Regions from separate parts of the Sus scrofa genome. Here region 2 is linked to region 1. Evidence: chromatin contacts called from public HiChIP or PLAC-seq data. All regions are on one chromosome and are shown on one strand. The core of a region is the stretch at or near the end of the contact, and the rest is flanking DNA. Distances in the headings are between cores, read along the strand shown. Region 1 holds the start of TTC7B (tetratricopeptide repeat protein 7B). Region 2 holds the start of RPS6KA5 (ribosomal protein S6 kinase alpha-5).

The links. HiChIP or PLAC-seq counts read pairs in DNA pulled down with a chosen protein or histone mark.
Region 2: an H3K27ac HiChIP or PLAC-seq map of alveolar macrophages shows a contact between it and region 1. The contact joins the promoter of RPS6KA5 here to the promoter of TTC7B in region 1. A contact is called at or near these places in 1 of 5 promoter capture datasets (liver), 1 of 47 Hi-C or Micro-C datasets (heart right ventricle) and 1 of 2 datasets of contacts at active chromatin or transcription factors (alveolar macrophages).

What each region holds. Positions count from the first base shown.
Region 1 is chr7:112,517,861-112,520,377 of Sscrofa11.1, forward strand. TTC7B (tetratricopeptide repeat protein 7B) reads right to left here and starts at 1,263. Exons shown (of 20, transcript XM_021099609.1): 1 at 1,043-1,263. The coding sequence starts at 1,163.
Region 2 is chr7:112,752,412-112,754,928 of Sscrofa11.1, forward strand. It overlaps RPS6KA5 (ribosomal protein S6 kinase alpha-5), which reads right to left and starts at 1,255. Exons shown (of 17, transcript XM_021099611.1): 1 at 577-1,255. The coding sequence starts at 1,153. It overlaps C7H14orf159 (UPF0317 protein C14orf159 homolog, mitochondrial), which reads left to right and starts at 1,308. Exons shown (of 20, transcript XM_021100082.1): 1 at 1,308-1,427.

The DNA.
Region 1 (2,517 bases), core at 13-2,512:
TCATTCATTTGCTCGGCCAACATGTGCTCACCCAGCCTCAGGAAGCCAGAAATGAAAGAGGACAAAACCTCTGCCCTCTCACCAGTCCATTGCTGCCTGTGGTTTTGGCGGGCATGAAAAAACAAGCAAATATTAAGGATACTTGCTTCCAAAACAAATAAGACCACGTGGAGCTGCGCTCTGAAATGGCATTTGGGATGCAATTTTTCAACAGAGTCAACAAGGTCATAAACTGACTCCAGGCACCAGTTTCTCTTACTCAGGGGCTGGCTCAGACCCCCTCTTCCTCTAGGCCCCAAGCCCCTCACACACCCAATCCCATTTCCCCACATTCTCCAACCACACTCCTACCTCTCTCCACAATATTCTCCCTCCGGACTCCCCGAACTCTATCGCCCCCATACGCTCAAACCTGACCTCCCTAGATCCACAGCTCTGATATCCTACTCTCTGAACCCCAGGACACACAGCTCAACTGCCTTCCACCCCCCCCCCAACACACACACACACCCCAGGTCTGGGCGGCCACCTGGAGCCCCGGGAATGCCATATGTTTACGAAGCATGTTTCCCAGGTGTCTCTACTCAACACCTCTCAACGCAGGACCCCCATAAATACATCGTGACTCCCGAATACACCATACACACACCCTGGATCCCCATACATCCACACCCATGTCCTGAGGGCGCACCTCGCCTCCAACTTCTTAGAGCCCCGAGGCCGGCCCCTGACCCCTTGGGATCCTGGTGCAGCAGCCGACTCCTTGAGACCCCCGACCCCCTCACTCCGGAGAAGCCCGCCCTGCGCGCCGGAACTCTGGGACGCCAGGCACCCGCCGGCGGCCGCAGGACGCCGCCACCGCGTGACTCCCGGGGTCCCGGGGTCCCGAGGCCCTGGCCCCGCGCACACCCCCGGGCGCAGCGCCATCGCACCCCGGCCGCGCCCCTGCCCGCTCCCCGCGGCGCCTCAGGGGCACCCGGCCCGGCGATCCGCGGAGGCCGCGGCGCCCACCAAAGCCCAGGCCCGCGCGCCCGGCGCGTACCGTTGGCGATGAGCTTGGCCGACAGCTGCTTGACGAGCTCGGGGATCCGCTCCCACTGGCACTCGGAGCGGCAGCGCTCGATCTCCGTCTCCAGCCGCGAGCCCGCCTTCCTGGTCGCCATCGCGGCCTGGCCGGGCCCGGCCCGCCCGCCCGCAGGCCCCGCAGGCCCCGCCGCCGCCGCCGCCCGGGCGCCCCCGTCGCCGCCTCCCGCTGCCGCCGCGGGCTCGGGCTCCGGCTCCCGGCTCCGCGGCGTAACGGGAGCGCCGGCTGGGGAAGGGGCGGGGAGGCGGGCGGCGGCGGCGGGCGCGGCGGGGCCCCGGGCGCCGCAAGGAGCGGCCCCTGCCGGCCAGGGCTGGAGCCACAGCGCGGGCCGGGGTCGCGACCCAGGCGGGGGCCGGGGCCGGGGCCGGGGCCGGGGGCGGGAGGCGGGAGGCGGGGGGAGGCGCGAGGAAGGGCGCAGTGCAGCAGAGGCTGGGACCAGACGGAGACCCAGGTGCCCGACCTGGAGGCGGGCTAGGGCTGGGGTCCAGATCGAGGTGGAAGGGGTGAGGGCGGGAGGTGAGGAGGGGGAGGCGGTAGGGAACGGGCAGGATGGGGGAGGGAGACCTCGGAGAGAGGGAGAGAGGGAGGGACTGGGCGCCCCACAGACCCTCAGGAATAGGACCTAGAAATGACAGTGACCCCAGGGAAGGTCACGGGCCAGGCAGGGCTAGTGGGCCTGAGGTATGAGGCGGGTGTGACCAGGACGCCTGCCTGAGCTTGTCCTGCCATCTCAGGTTTCAAGGTGCTCCCTCTGGGCCTGGCTTGGCCTGTGCCCTTTAGCAGGCGCCTCTGCCCCAGGCAGCCTTCCCACCACCCAGCCCGAGGTGGGTGGAGACTCATCCTCAGCAGGCACCTGCCCAGGGTTCCACAAAAGTCTGTTGAGTTGAGGTGGATGGAGCCAGGCAAAAACTGCCAGCTCAGGGGCCAGCCCCCTTGCCCTCTGAGGAGGATGCAGAGTCACCAGAGGGGTTTCCTCGTCTTGGCCCTGCAGACTGAGAGCCGAGGACAGGTGTCCAAACTGTGCCTTCTTTCAGTTATCCCTGAACTACATAGGGACCACCTACTATGTGCTAGACCCTGTTTGAGGTGCTGGGGATATAGCAGAAAACTAACAAAATACCTGCCTTTGTTCCATTCCAAGCAGAGAAATAAATGAGCAAAATGAGGTCATAAATTAGAAGGTTAAAATGGCTGTTTGAAGAAACACAGCAGGGTGGGTCCAATGAGGCAAATAAAGAGTTGAAGGAGTGGAGGGTTTGCAGTTTTGAATGGGGTGGCAGCGGATGGCCTCAATGAAGTGGCATTGGACTTGAAGAAGAGGAGAGAGCCCCGGGGAAAGAGCATTCTGGGCACAGGTAACAGCAGGTGCAAAGACCCTGGGAGCATATTTAATGAGCTGGGGGAATGATGGAGGCCTGAGAGGCTGGAGTGGA
Region 2 (2,517 bases), core at 5-2,504, 230 kb after region 1:
GAAAGAAATTCAAGGCCAAGTATACTATTTCATGAAGACTGCAAATAAAAGCATTCAGTCCCTGGAGCTCGCGATCCCTCTTTAGGTCACTGGAGACTGGGCTCCTGAAAAGGCCGGCGGACAGTCACCCTTTTATCTTGCACAAGACCCAGCACCTTAGGGACCCCTACAGGGAACCAAAAGAGCGGAGAAGTGAGTCATGCTCCAAAACTAAGCGTCGTTCACCCTACACTGAGGAAGGCGCACCTTTCACCCTAGACAGGATGCAGTGACAGATGTGTCACCTGTGCGGGAAGGGGGCGCGAAGACATCCTCAGAGTCAGTGCCAACAGGCAGCAGTCGGCTGCTCCGCGGGCCCCAACGCCCGGCGCCCGCCGCTCATTCCCGGGCTCCGGAAAACTTTCGGCCAGCTCCCCTTGGACGCGCCCCCAATTCCCGGGACCCCTGGACTCCCGCCCCGCCCGCAGGGCCCCGCCCCCGGCCCGCCCCCCGCGCCCCCGGCCCGCGCGGACACCCGCGTGCCCTCGGGGCGCGCCCCCGCTCCAAGCCCGGCCGGCAGAGGGCGGGGTCGCTCACCGGTTCGCAGCTCGTGCTTGACAGTGAGGAGCTGCTCTTCCCCGGCTCCGCCGTCCCTGCTGGTCCCTGCGGCGCCGCCGCCGCTGCTGCCACCCTCCTCCTCCATCTTCTTCTTTCCCGATCCCGCGGGGTCCTCCGAGGGGACCCAGGAGACAGCGGACGCCCAGCCCTTCACAGCTCCCGCTGCAGCCCCAGAAGCCGGTATGCGGCGGCTCCAGAACTCGGACGCTGAGACGAGTAGCTTTCCCGCTCTGGCCGCACGGCTCGCTCCTTCGCCTCCTCCCCCTACGGCGGGCACCGCTAGTACCGCGCAACCAAACCGCCCCCTGCTCGGCCGCCTCCTCCTTCGAGCCGCTCCGCCCACAGCCAGCAAGATAGAGGAGCCATTCGAGCCGCCATCGTTTATTGGGCAAAGGGCGCGCGCATCTGTCAACGCCAGCTCCCATTGGACAACCCGCTCTGATGCTTCAGGAGCCGCCCCGCCCCGCTCCTCGAATTGTTGTTGCTTGGCGGGGTGGCAGGAGAGGGAGGAGCGCGGCTGCTCCGATTGGTGAGACCGGGGCTCTGCCCCGCCCATCTCCGCTGCAGCGCACGCGCAGTCGGGACCTTCCCTTCCCTGACATTCCCAGAACGGTCACACCCCTTATTCCCCAGCTTCATCTGTTAGTAAACAGTGTCTAGTAGTCAGGAGGCGCTCGGGGTCTGTGATTGGCTATTGCTGAAAGAGGCGGGGAGGGCTGATTGGAACTTTTGGTCCGCCAATCACCATGGACAGAGGAGGAGCTTGAGGAAAGCGCTTCTTACGCACGTGTTTGCAGACTTACCTGAGGGTCCCAGGCGTGAGTCCGCAGGTATGTGACCGATTGGAAGACAGCATGTGTTAAAGAGGTGTTACTCGCCCTCGTGAGCCCTAAACAAGTTAAGTGGGGTTCGTGCTTAAGTACGGGTAGTTCATAGATACAGCAAAAAAAAAAAAAAAAAAAAAAAAGTCACATTCCCAGCTCTCCATGAGGACTTTTGCAAAGAATAAACATTTCTATTTGTACAAGACGCATCAAAGGCTACAAAGATTAATAAAATGGAAGACAATTCTTGCCCCTAAACAGCTTTCAATAGAACATGAGAAGCAGACAATCTGCATATACACAGGAAACCGTAAAGCAGAATTTGAAATAAAACCAGTCGTACAAACTGTTAGAGAACTGCACAAATGGCAATAATTATTCTCAGTAGAGGAGCTGGGCAGGCTCTGAGGGCAAGAAGAGATTTGAGATAACCAACTTAAAGGATAGGTGAGATAGAAATACCAGCATCAAATATTTCACACAGAGATGGTAACTGTGAGCATAGACCTGGACATAGAGAAGGCAAGGGTGGGTTAAGTGATTAAGGTTGAGTGGAAGTAAGAGACAGGGCTAAAAAAGGTAAAGTTCATTAAGATAACAGAAAACCTTGACTACAGTGCTAAGCAGTGCAGATTTTATTTATTTATTTCAAAGAGTGGCTACAATATCAAGCTATTCTCTTGGAAGTTGTTACAGTGGTTAGATGAACTAAAGGGAGGAGGATAAAGATGGCAGAACAAGAACACTGTTCCAAAGATAGAACTTATGGGAATTTCTGGCAGTGGATAGATAATGTGGAAAGGAGAGGGTTAAAGAAACAAAATAAGATATAATTCACACAGAAGTGAATTTTTAAGCTAAGCCTGGATTAGATCAGGAGGAAAGAAAACTTTTTCCGTAAAGTGCCACATAGTAAGTAGTTAATTTAGGCTTTGCAGACCATGTGGTCTCTTTCAAAACTATTCCCCTCCCCTATTGCAGCATGAAGGCAGTCATAAACAATAAGTAAACTAGTGGATATGGCTGTGTTCCAATAAAACTTTATTAATGGACATTGAAATTTAATTTTCACGTGATGATATATTTTAATTCTTTT